3 separate regions of the Mus musculus genome follow, and all the other regions are linked to region 2. Evidence: chromatin contacts called from public HiChIP or PLAC-seq and promoter capture Hi-C data. All regions are on one chromosome and are shown on one strand. The core of a region is the stretch at or near the end of the contact, and the rest is flanking DNA. Distances in the headings are between cores, read along the strand shown. Region 1 overlaps Tor1a (torsin family 1, member A (torsin A)). Region 2 holds the start of Cstad (CSA-conditional, T cell activation-dependent protein). Region 3 has its middle 24 kb from the start of Ptges.

Evidence for each region. Promoter capture Hi-C pulls out the DNA fragments that hold promoters and counts their contacts. HiChIP or PLAC-seq counts read pairs in DNA pulled down with a chosen protein or histone mark.
Region 1: a promoter capture Hi-C map of hippocampal neurons shows a contact between it and region 2, with 4 times the contacts expected there. The contact joins the enhancer-like site here to the promoter of Cstad in region 2. A contact is called at or near these places in 2 of 39 promoter capture datasets (the SN4741 cell line and hippocampal neurons), 5 of 115 datasets of contacts at active chromatin or transcription factors (bone marrow-derived macrophages, embryonic midbrain, large pre-B cells and 2 more) and 2 of 9 other capture datasets (adipose tissue and pancreatic islet).
Region 3: an H3K27ac HiChIP or PLAC-seq map of VIP interneurons shows a contact between it and region 2, with 4 times the contacts expected there. The contact joins the enhancer-like site here to the promoter of Cstad in region 2. A contact is called at or near these places in 2 of 39 promoter capture datasets (the SN4741 cell line and neural stem cells), 12 of 484 Hi-C or Micro-C datasets (the Ba/F3 cell line, the N1E-115 cell line, cardiomyocytes and 8 more), 8 of 115 datasets of contacts at active chromatin or transcription factors (VIP interneurons, bone marrow-derived dendritic cells, craniofacial prominence and 5 more) and 1 of 9 other capture datasets (adipose tissue).

Annotation. Positions count from the first base shown.
Region 1 is chr2:30,961,414-30,965,139 of GRCm38.p6, reverse strand. Tor1a (torsin family 1, member A (torsin A)) reads left to right here. Exons shown (of 5, transcript NM_144884.2): 3 at 1,271-1,446; 4 at 1,538-1,665. It also overlaps a transcript of Tor1b not described here. Among named protein-coding and RNA genes, the nearest start is that of Tor1a, 4.6 kb to the left of the region's middle. Within about 2 kb of position 2,404, at least 12 of the 459 cell types and tissues checked have an H3K27ac peak or open chromatin away from gene starts, as enhancers often do. A contact at or near this core is called in hippocampal neurons, where this site is marked.
Region 2 is chr2:30,593,580-30,597,493 of GRCm38.p6, reverse strand. It overlaps Cstad (CSA-conditional, T cell activation-dependent protein), which reads right to left and starts at 2,450. Exons shown (of 2, transcript NM_030137.2): 1 at 2,420-2,450. The coding sequence starts at 2,424.
Region 3 is chr2:30,925,279-30,929,204 of GRCm38.p6, reverse strand. It overlaps a transcript of Ptges not described here. Among named protein-coding and RNA genes, the nearest start is that of Ptges, 24 kb to the right of the region's middle. Within about 2 kb of position 1,609, at least 92 of the 459 cell types and tissues checked have an H3K27ac peak or open chromatin away from gene starts, as enhancers often do. A contact at or near this core is called in VIP interneurons, adipose tissue, bone marrow-derived dendritic cells and 1 more, where this site is marked.

The sequences.
Region 1 (3,726 bases), core at 1,155-3,654, 370 kb before region 2:
TTAGTTTGGTTTGTTTTTAATTTTGTGTTTGTGTGTGCTTGTCATCATGTGTGTACACATGTCTGTCTCTAGTGATGTGCCTCAGGATCTGTCTACATTTTTTTGAGACAGGGTCTGTCATTGAGACCTGGGCCTGCCTACCAGGCAAGTCCCATGGCTTCTGTCTTTGCTTCCTCAGTACTCTTAGGGCTCTCCCTGGCTTCCTCTCAGGGGCGCTTGTAAGACAGGCACTTTACCCCACTAAGCTTTCTTCCCAGCCCTGGCCTGGAGCTCTTGCTCTGTCTCAGCAGGATCACAAATGAATGTCACCGTGTCCATCTCCAAATGCATTCGTAGAGTGTGTTGCTGGTCGGGAGAGCCTCGTCACCCCCTCCCAGGATGCCGAGCGAGCAAGTTCAGACTCCCTAAGGGAGCCTCTGATTGAGTCAGTGCTTTGCAGGCTGGACTGCAGAGGAAGGGCTGAGGTGATGGTGGGTTCCTGCCTCTCATCCAGAGGCTGTCATCACAGGATAGATGTGACATTGTGAGGACAGAGCTGGTGCCTGGCTGACACAAGGTCACAAACCTGGAGCGTTGGCATAGGACAGGGTTGGGCTGAGATCCCAGCCTGCCTCAGCCTAACTACGTTTTCTTAGGCAAGCGCTCTGTAGCTCAGGGTCCTCGTCTGTGGCATGGGTATGATGCTATCCACACAGGAAGTGCTTGTGAGGCCAAAGGTGTATGGGTGTGATGCTCATAGCACAGTGCTCCAGAAACACAGCCATTGTCCTGAGGGCCTGGGCTTGTTTAGCACTAGTGAGGCTCTGGGTAAATGCACACAAAAAACAAAGAAACCCAAAGCTGATAGCATTGTGTCGACGACTTCCCTGCCTCCCCTCCCTACCCCCCTGAGCTCTTAATTGTAGAAGGAATCATTTGTGCAATGCGTGGAAGCATTCACCTGTCAATAAAAACGCTGACTAGCCAATGAGCTGAGGCAGAACTAGAAGGTAGGACATCGGCAGAGATATAGAGTTGGAAGCATGGGAAATTGGCCCCAGACTGCAGATGGAGAGACACATGAAACTGAAGGAAAGAGAACTTGCCGGGTGACACTCACAGAATAGAATAATCAGGATTATTGAGATAAGAGCTAGTTGGGGAACAGAGCCAACACTCTGGGCTCCAGTATTTCTTCATTTATACTTGAGTCTCAGAGTCATTATTTCGGAGAACTTGGGTGTGGGTGTCGAAGCCCGCAGTTACACTGAAGGGCCCCCTTGTCCTTCAGGACCAGTTACAGATGTGGATCAGAGGCAACGTGAGCGCCTGTGCTCGCTCCATCTTCATCTTTGATGAGATGGACAAGATGCATGCCGGCCTCATCGACGCCATCAAGCCTTTCCTAGACTATTACGATGTGGTAGATGAGGTCTCCTATCAGAAAGCCATCTTCATCTTCCTCAGGTGAGGCTGTGGCTGGGACATGGTGGGACACCCTCGAGCTGGGGGCTTTGGGAAGAGGTGCAGTCCCTCCTCACTGCAATTGTTTCGGCAGCAATGCAGGGGCAGAGAGGATCACAGACGTGGCTCTGGATTTCTGGAAAAGTGGGAAGCAGAGGGAAGAAATCAAGCTCAGAGACATGGAGCCCGCCCTGGCCGTGTCGGTCTTCAATAACAAGAACAGTAAGTATGGCAGTCCACCCCCTAACCGTGCACCCCTACTGCTCCCCGGACCCGACGGAATCCTCGAGTGACCACTGTTAATGAGCTGCAGGAGGCTTTATAGATGAGTTGGTTAAGACAGGGTTTGCGCTACATTCCTTGTGGAGGAAGAGCAGGCAATTGAAGCAGAAGGCCACTGCAGATGGCTGCAGGAGGCAGTAACAGGGAAGGCCTCTCCCTTTGCAGTGTCTTCCCTCTGTCACAGACACTTGCCCTACCTTGTGGGGTAGGTAGATGCTGGCTGGCTGCTTCTTACCGAGGACACAGGCGGCAGGAGGATCTTGTACAGCACCAGGCAGCCAGTACTCAGAGCTTTTGACTCTCAGCTCAACTGCTTCTCTGGCTACTGTCATGCAGACCTTTGACCTTGAACCCTACAAGGCAGACAGCCACGAAGGTTACTCACTGGTTATCTCACCAGGTCGAAGGTTACTCACTGGTTATCTCACCAGGTCGTTGAGGTGACAAAAGGCTACAGGCCCCACTGGAAACATGCTCACCAAGAAATCCGCATTGAAGTTAGGTGACTAGCTAGCACAGTGCGTTCTGTTACTCTGTGCAGATGGAATATTGAGAAAAGACAAACCTTTTTGCTCTCTCTTGATGCTATAAAGGATGGCTGCACACAACAGGAAGAACAGATTGATGGGCAGCACTGTGTGTGTGTGGGCGTGCGTGGTGTGCTTGTGTGGTGAAGGCAGGAGGAGCTCCTGCGGGGCTGTAGCAGGGATAAGGGATAATTGAGAACTCTGTCATGGCTGGTAGACAGTAGTGCTGGGGTGGACAATGAGAGCAGTCTTGGGAGGAGGACACATTGGGCCACCTTGAAGGGAGACATTTGCTGAGGACACATATCTCAGTTGGCGGTATATGGGTGGTTTTGCTTTTATGTGGTTCACACTTTTGCTTTTATGTGGTTCACACTCAAACCCAGGGCCGTGCACACGCCAGCTAATTGCCCTACCACCAGCCCAGCTGGTATTTTTAAGCCGTGTGACCATTTGAAGTCACTGGTTCTGCTGAGCGCTTGTGCTCGGGGTCACCTCCCCAGCCAGGCAGATGCCCCCAGCTACACCCTTAGGGTTCTGGCGCAGAGGCACTGGTGACTGCTCCACAGTCGGTTTGCTCTTTGCTGTGGCCACAGGTCCTCCCCCAAGTACATCAGTGCAGAGCACCGTTCTGAGAAAACAGACCCTGGGCTCTCTGCACAGCTTGCATTGGGAGCCAGAGCACAAAGACTAATAGGCTAGGCAGGACACCAAGACATGTCACGGGCTCTTTAGGGCATCCTGCAGGTACTGAATCAAGTGTTTCCAGGACTGGACGGCTGAGCTATGCAGAACTAGACTTTTGTAGGGAAAATGTTGTCAGAATCCCGACCCTTGAGGTGCACAGCCTTGCTGGCACGCCTTATTACTCAGGGAAGTCTAGGTGTTGCTTCCGGAATGCTCTGCAGGGTTTAGGAACTGGCAGGCAGCAGCTGTGGATTCCTTAATTGCAGGTCCAGCTATGGAAGCTCTAGTTGGAGATTGGCTGGTGGAGTCTGTGGCTGGCTCTCCCTTACCTCTTTTTTTCGAACTTCTTCCAATCTGTCCACCAGCTTCTCACCACTGCCTGGGGCCCAGCACAGTGTGGTGCAAGTGGCCATCTAGTCTGCCTCCCATCTCAAAGGCACACAGGAGAGGCCTTTCCAAGCCCAGAGCTCTAAAGTGTCTGTTTTAAAGCTTTTTTGTGTGTTTCTCATTTTTGTATGCCTATGTATGTGTATGTCAGTATCCAGAGAAGGTTTTGCATCCCTGGACCCAGAGTTGCACGTGGTTGTGAGCAGCCTGAGGCGTACTGGGACCCAACTCAGGTCCTCTGCAGTGAGCAACAAGTGTTCATGTTGGTTTGTTTTCGTGTAACATGGTTTCTCTGTTTAGCCCTGGCTGTCCTGGAACTCACTCTGTAGACCAGGCTGGCCTTGAACTCAGATCCACCTGCCTCTGCCTCAGGAGTGCTGGCATTAGAGGTGTGCACTGT
Region 2 (3,914 bases), core at 1,201-3,700:
TCTGCATGCCGAAAAGGAAGGAGCCAGGGCGGCCACCAAGAGGTGCAGAGAGGCTCCAAGGTTGCTCCGTGACCTCCAGCTCTCAGTTTCCAGCCATCACCCACCCCAGAGTCAGAGACCCCTCAGAGACCAGTCACAGCAAGAGCTCGTGTGAGTGACCCTGGCCTGTAACCACACAGCAAGGCCATACACACCGCCAACATTTCTGTACATGGGAATCACAGTGACAAAGATAGAAATTAAATCGGGTCACACACAAAATGGCAGGCTGAGGAGAGGGCTCTGTTGGTGAAGGTTTTGCTGTGTAATCATGAAGTCCTGAGTTTGAATCCCAGGCACCCACATGAGAGCCAGGAGCAGCAACGCCTGTCAGTGACTTTAGTCTCTGAGCTAGTCAGTGAGCCTCAGTGAGAGCCCTTGCCTGAAAAGACAAGGTGGAGGATGACTGGGGCAGATACCTCTGTGTAAAGGCATGTGCACATGTGCCCTTGAACACATATGTGTATACACACACACACACACGCACACGCACACCGCACATGCACACGCACATGCAAAGGTCAGCTTCCACCCAATTTCCAGGTAAGCAAGGAAATAGTTGGGGTGAGAAGGCTCCGGAAGGGGAGTGGGGAAGAAACCAGTCAAATGGACAAGGGAAGGGTGGTCTCAAGCAGCTATGTCACACAGCTCTCCGAAGCTGGGTTCTTCAGACGGACAAGTCTATGGCTGCCTCCTGGAAAGTGAGCTACCCTTCTTGACTCTTTGTTGGCCAGCAGGGCTGGGGCTGGGGCAGAGGACTGACAAGAAGTGGTGGTCAATAACCCAGGGGTGAGAATGGGCTCTGGGGCTGGTGACATCGGCTCAGGATGACCTTCCAAGCCAAAGCAGAGGCTGGCACTGGGTGCCACAGATGCCCCACAGGAAGCTGCCACCTGTCACCCTGTTGGGGTCTTCATTAGGATAAGAAAGAAACAGAACTGTGGGGTGGGAGGTAGTTACAGGACTGTCAGAGCTTATGACACTGGAAGTCACGGAGAAGCTGTTCAACCAAGACCCCCCTGGCTCACTGGGCTTGGAAGGTCTCAGGTTAGCTATTCCAGCACCTTCTCTATCTCTCAGACTCCCTTCCATCTTCATCCCACGGCCTGGGAGAGGAGGCCTGGGTGGCTCCGGTCTGAGCACTCTCAAGCCTTGCTCAGTTCCTTGCCTCAGTTTCCCCATCATAGATTGCCAATAACAACAACACTTGCTAGGGGTGTTGTAGGGACTGCAGAGATCTTTGTGGGGTGATCACAGTCAGGAGCCAGTTCCAGTGTGAGCTACTCCTTCCTCCCCCCGCCCCGCCCCCCAGGCACTTTGCATCTTCCCAGCCCAAGGGTGGCATCTCCTGGGTGTTGTATAAGAAGCCCCAGCCCCACAGGGCTGAGGATGGCTGGCTGCCTATCAGATGAGACATCTGCGTGTTTCAGGCCTATAGCTGCCCGAGATCCCTGCCTCTGTCTGGCTTCTTAAACCACAGAGCAAGGAATTTGATATTTCCTTGTAAGGGCTATGGGCTTTTGTGGTTCCTGTCCTCCTTGGGCATACAGTCTGATTGTGAGTCAGGAACCCAGAGGCTGCAGCAGGAGGGCTGGGGCAGGAGATACTTTCCAGAGAAGATGCTCAGAGGAGGGGCAGGGGAGACAGAGGGTAGCAGAAACTGCTGGAGGCACCCAGGAGCTCACTGTGGGTCAGGGCAGACCCTTACATGAGCTCACTCATGGGGAGACCTTGGGTTGGATAATCAAGGGGAACCACTGCTTGCAAAATCCCTGTCACCTGTGAAGACATAGAACAGGTTCTACCATCACCACCCCCATTTTACATATGAAGAAACTGAGGTTCAGGGAGGACAGCAGCACCCCTCTAGTCCTGCAGCTTTGGTCTATCTCTAGAGAAACCTAGGACCAGCCTGCGTGAGGCCTGTCCAGATCTGGAAGGAAGGGACTAGGGACCAGGGGTAGGAGTTGGGATGGAGGAGCTGAAGGGGTGGGCAGCAAAACCAAAGCCAAATCCTATTAGTACTAGGCAGAGAGATGGAGGAATGTGGGTGAGGACAGGGTCAGTCGAGGAGAGGCCTGGAACCCCTAGAGCACCGGATAGTTCCCCCTCCCTCCCAGGTGCGACCCCTCAACTTCCCGGAAGACACCACCCCCAGCTGGGCGGAGAGAAGGCCCACCGCCCCCGAGCCGCCCAATCAGAGGCACTCCCAGTCTGATGGCGGAGGCGCGGGCTGAGGGTTCCCCGGGCCTTCGGGGGAGCCCGGGGACCTGACCCCGACTCGGTGCCCCCGGCCCCCGCCCCCAGCCTCATTAGCACCGACGCCGGTTGTCTCCCCTAGCTTTCCGGTGGCTCCAGAATTTAAAGGTTAAATCCTAACCTCATCTCAGCAGTTTCTCCGGGCTTTGCCTACCCAGCGCCAGTTGCTGGTAATTATATGCATCTCCGAGCAGCCAATCAGCTGTCAGACTGACAGATACTGATCTTTTCGTTTTATTTTTAGCTCTGTGCTTCCCCCTCTAGTTGCAAAAAAAAATTCTGTTTGTTCTGAAAGCCGCTGCCTGCAGCCCTGCAGCCTGCTCTCATCTCTCCTCCAGCCAGGCGCGAGCAGGCAGCCACTGAGGATGAAGCCTCCATCCCTTCTCCAAAGCAAGGACAAAACGGCCTCTGTCCCCAGCTAAGGGCCGGCCAGGACGAAGCCCCGCTGCTGCACAGGGCCGAGGCGTCCTCGGATGCACAGCCACGGGAGAGAAGATGGCTTTGGCCTGGAGAGGTTGCGGCATGGAATGGAGACAAATCCTGTCGGTGGCGCCCGGAGGCCAGGAGAGGGGCAAAGACAAACAAATAGCGGGGCAGAGCTTCACTGAGAGTGGAGGGGCTTACACAAGCCAGTGACCCCAGAAAAGCAATCACCTCACAAAATGAACAGAAAGGGGCCTAGAAGCTGCCCCAGCTCAGTTTTGCATGGGTAGGCCATGCTAGGCACACTGGACCCTTCTAAGTCACCTGCCATGGGAAAGGCCAGCGATATGCACCCCTGGAGTCCTTTTATGGATCGTTCTAAAAGGCTGTATGGGTCTTCCAGGAGGCCCCTGGTCATACAGTAGATTTTGGAGAGGTCTGATAGACTCTACGGTTTATAGAATTTCCCCTTGTGCCTCAACACTCTGCCCCGAACTCATGCTTGGCCGTAGATAAAGAGAAGCCGGCCAGCCAGGACAGGGCCAGGATCCCATCATGACTTCTCTCTGGAGGTAGAATCCAGTTTAGGACACTGGCCACAGAGGCCTGGATTTAAGCCCAGGTCATGTTTCTCAGCTCTGGGTCCCTAAACAACCACAAGCTCTCAAAGCCACAATGTTCCCATCCATGAAGTGGGTCTCAGGCATGCCTGCACCTCTGGGAGTGACTTGAGGGTAGTAAATGGTCACTCCTGGCTCCAGCACCCCGGGCCTAGCGCCCTAAGAGTATCACCAGGTCCTCTGTTTGGTAGATGGGGAAACTGAGGTTCATCTGACTCTTATTTGGCAGATCTGGGACTAGAACCCTCCCCTCCCTTTTTGGCTTCCTATTCTCTGACACCACAGATGGTGTGCTGAGAAGGCTGAGGAAAAGCGAGGAGAAGGGAATTAGGAGACCCAGCGAGATGGCGGGAGGCAGGAACACCCGGATCAATTACTTGCGCTATAAATTCTGCTGTTTTGCAAAGTGAGCACACAACCAGAGAAGCAGGGATCCCGATAGGACCTGGATTGAGCCGAGCATGCAGCACCCCAGCTGCCGATGAAAAGGATGAGCTGCAGGCTGGGGTGCTGCAGAGGTCAAGGGCCCACAAGTGGGGAGCTGAGGAGAGAATGCAGTTGAGCTCTTGGGAG
Region 3 (3,926 bases), core at 360-2,859, 330 kb before region 2:
GGTGAGTCGCACACATACCTTGCTGACCAACAGCTCCATCTTCCTGGCTCTGTGGGGGATTTCATAGTCATATGTTATCCAGAGCATGTCTTGCTGGTGTGGAGCACAGTCATTGGCTGAGTCATGCCCCTCCTCCAAACTCCAGCTTCCTCATCTCCGGAGTGTGGGTAGGGCTAGGGCGTGGCTCAGTGGATAGAGCGCTGGCCTAGCATATCTGTAGCCCTGAGTTTCACCCCAGCACCTCATAAAGTGTCGCATGCTTGTAACCCTAGTACTTGGGAGGGAGAGACAGAGGTTCAAGGTCATCCTTGACCACAATGCAAGTTCAAGGGCTAGCTGGGGAGTTCTACCTGAAAAACAAAACAAACTAATAAAACCTTAAAGTGAAACCAGCCTGGTGGTACGCACCTTTAATCCAAGTCTCTCTGTCTGGTTGGTCCCTTCTCTGGTGTAGAAAGTGGCTCTTTTCTCTGCTGCTACCAACAGGCTTACAATGGTTCATACATCGCCCGTGGTGGCTTCTGTGGCCAGAACCATATCTGAGGAAGAGCCTGGTCCCAAGTGCAATGAGAGGCCTGCTGGCAGCCAGGGGCTCATCTGGTTGTCACTGAGACACTGGGCTGGGAAGGGGTGGGGTCTTGAGACACCGTGGAGTGGAGTTAGGCGATGGGGAGCCACACACACAGAATGTCTTAAAACCCTAAGGTACCCAGAGAAAGTATGGTCTCCAAGCCCGGGGGTGGAAGAGTCTGAGCCTCTCTGGTTTGTGAAGGCTGACAGCTGCTCTGCTATGGCTGGGGCAGAGAGTCCATGAGACCGCCAGGATAAGCAGACCTCTAGTGGGCATTCACGGTATTGCAGGCAGGTGAGCCAGTCAGCGTTAAAAGCAGTTTTCCAGAGTCGTTTGTGAGTTCATGTCTTTCCATTTAAAATTTATTTTTATTTGTGTGTGTGTGTGTGTGTGTGTGTGTGTGTGTGTGTGTGTGTGTGTGTGTGTGCGTACTTGTCTGAACGTGCACATCATGTATAAAGTGCCCACAGAGACCAGAAGAGGGTGTCAGATTTCCCTGGGACTGGAGTTAGGGGATGTTTGAGTCATCATGTGGGCTCAGGGAACTGAACTTAGGTCCTCTGCAAGCAAGGCAGTGCTCTTTCCCGCTGAGCCGTGTCTCTGTACCAGCTGCTCACAGCTCTAGTTCCTCGTGGTCTATTTGGGCCCATCCCGCCTACCTTCCCATCAGGGCTTCAGAGGAGCACTGGGTGCTGCCATAGGTACCCACTGCTACCTGTGACCAGGTGCTCTCTGCTGTCCAATCAGCTGCACCACGGTGACAGGAGCATGAGTCCTTACAGGGACAATTCCTCATGGCTGCTGGTCTGGGGAAACATATGTCCATCTGGGTATATAAAAGAAATGATGTGTCATAGGGACATGGCAGAGGCCTGAGTTCTGGGCCTTGTCCAGTATATGGTTTGGCTGCCTGCCTGTTAGCCAGGTTTTGGGAGAGCTCTGAAGCCTTCTCTGTCTTCTTCCCTACTACTGCACTGTTGTGGGTGATCACGCGCATCACACATGTGTTCCCAGCCCTTTGGCCTCTATCAGTTCTGACTGTGTGTGTTCCCCGGATGACCCTGTGGGAAGGGCACCAGCCTCACCCAGCTTGGGGAGTGAGGCGTTGTGTAACTCCCCCCACCACCACCACCAAATTTCCCTCCTCTGGCTTGCTGCTAAAGATTTGAAATGTAGGGACATTTGCAAATGAGCCAACTTCCTGAGTGTCTCAGCGGCTGCTGAGTGTTTGTTGATGCTAGGTAAGTGTTGGGGGACTCATTTCCGGCCCCCTGTGGCTGGCTAGATTGGATACAAGCTCATCCTCTGTGTAAGAGCTTAGCCTCAGGAAGGAACATGGCCTAGTTGAATCTCAGTTCTTAAAATAGCAACAGCAGAGTGTGGAGTAAAGGGCTTGCCACACAGGCCTGAGGATCCGAATTAGATCCCCAGGGGCCGTGTGTAAAACCAGTGTGATGGTGCGTGGCTGGAACCCCAGCACTAAGAAGGGGAAGACAGACAGATGCCTGGGGATCCCCGGAGCTCCAGCCAGCCAGCCTCAAATCAGAGAGCTCCAGGCTCAGTGAGAGTCCTTGTCTCAAACAATAACGTGGAAGAGCTGGAGTGGTGGCTGATGGGCGAGAGCACTTTTACCGCTGTTACACAGGCCCTGGGTTTGGCCGGAGGGTCACGACCGCCTGTACCTCCAGCTCCAGTGGACTGTATACCCCCAGCAAGCACCCACACATGTGGCACACACTCAGCTAGATATAGGCACGGAAAATTCAACTTCAGCCCCTGGCCTCTGCGTGCATGTACACACCAGGCATGTGCACAGACATGTACACACACACACACACACACACACCAACAGCAACAGCAACAATAACTAACCCTTAGGACACTCACAACTCCTGCAGAGCCTGGAACATCCCACGAGAGTGAGAGGCCAGCTACTTTCATGCATGTTTTATAGACAGAAGCTGAGGCTCAGAGAGGCACACTATATAGGAACTAGATGTTGGATCCGACATGGGCTCCTTCTTGCTTCTCAGCCAACTCAAACCCAACAGCTTGAGTTTGACCCTGGGACCCACATGCTGGAAGGAGAGAACTGATTCCTGCAAGCTGTCCTCTGCCTTCCATACTCCAGCTGTGGCACTCACCCCTCCCCCATAAAGTAAATAAAAATATCGATTTAATGTATAGTATAGTCAGAGGAAAATAATGTTTCACACGGAAACACCTTCCAGCTGGCACAGTTATTGCTGATGGGCATTTGAGGAGCCTCAGTTTGTCATTACAGAGCCCTGCTCTGCCCATGATGGCCATCACAAGTCAGACGTGGTCATTGAGTACCCAAAACAGAGTGAGTCCAGGAAGCCAGTGGAGATACGTGAGCACGAAACTCACGCTAGGTTTCCAGACTTTACGTTAAAAAAAAAAAAAAAAGTAAAATAGTCAAGAATGTCAACACTCAGGGAGCTGAGGCAGGAGGATTGCTACAAGTTCCAGGCTACTTTACAGTAAGAGACATACAGCCAGAAGGCCCCGCTCATGGACGTCATTGAAACAGGGAGATGACCTTAAAGACTCAATGGCAACTCCCACCAGCAGGGCTGAGACAAGGCTCACTAGATGCAGCTCACTAACTCCAGGGCAGGAGTTAGAGCTCATCCTGGTGATGGTTCATCGGTGTCAACTGGATCCGGGTCCGACCAACAGTCACACCTCTGTGTGGGTCTGTGGGAGCATGCTCTAGAAGGATTGCTCCAGTTCAGCGCTGATATAAACAGTCTGGAGGAAAGCTGCCCTCCTTCCACAGGACACTTGTGGCTGAGGGAATGTGTTCTGTCACTACTTTCTCTGGCTAACGCCAGAACCCCGTTTATTCGATCTTCCCAAATGGACTGTGCCAGGAGTCCCCCAGGCCTTCAGCACCAGCCTCGCAGACGGAGCTTCTTCAGTCCCAGTTGGAAAACCCAGTCCGTATGTAAGCCAATCTAATCAAGCCCCTTTGTCATATGCATTATTCTGCAGGTCTGTTCCTCTAGAGAGCCTGACACATACAACCGGTGCGGGGTGAAGGGACAGACCTGGGTGGAGGGCCGACTTCTGTGGCCCAGTGACCTATTTACTGGCAAAACGCTGGCCTTGTGTGTTCTTTCTGAACTCCAGAGAAGTCTTAGCTCCAGAGGGGAAATGTATGGCAGTGGAACTGGATGCTAACACACTTCTGAGTCAGCAGGTGACAAGGGGAGTCATGGTGCCAGCTGGGGTGACTAATCAGGGCAGCAGAGCACTCTGGTCTCTCCAGGATGAGGAAAGTGGACCCTGTTTCTCAATGAAGTAGAAGGAGGCATCTGGTACAGGAGCC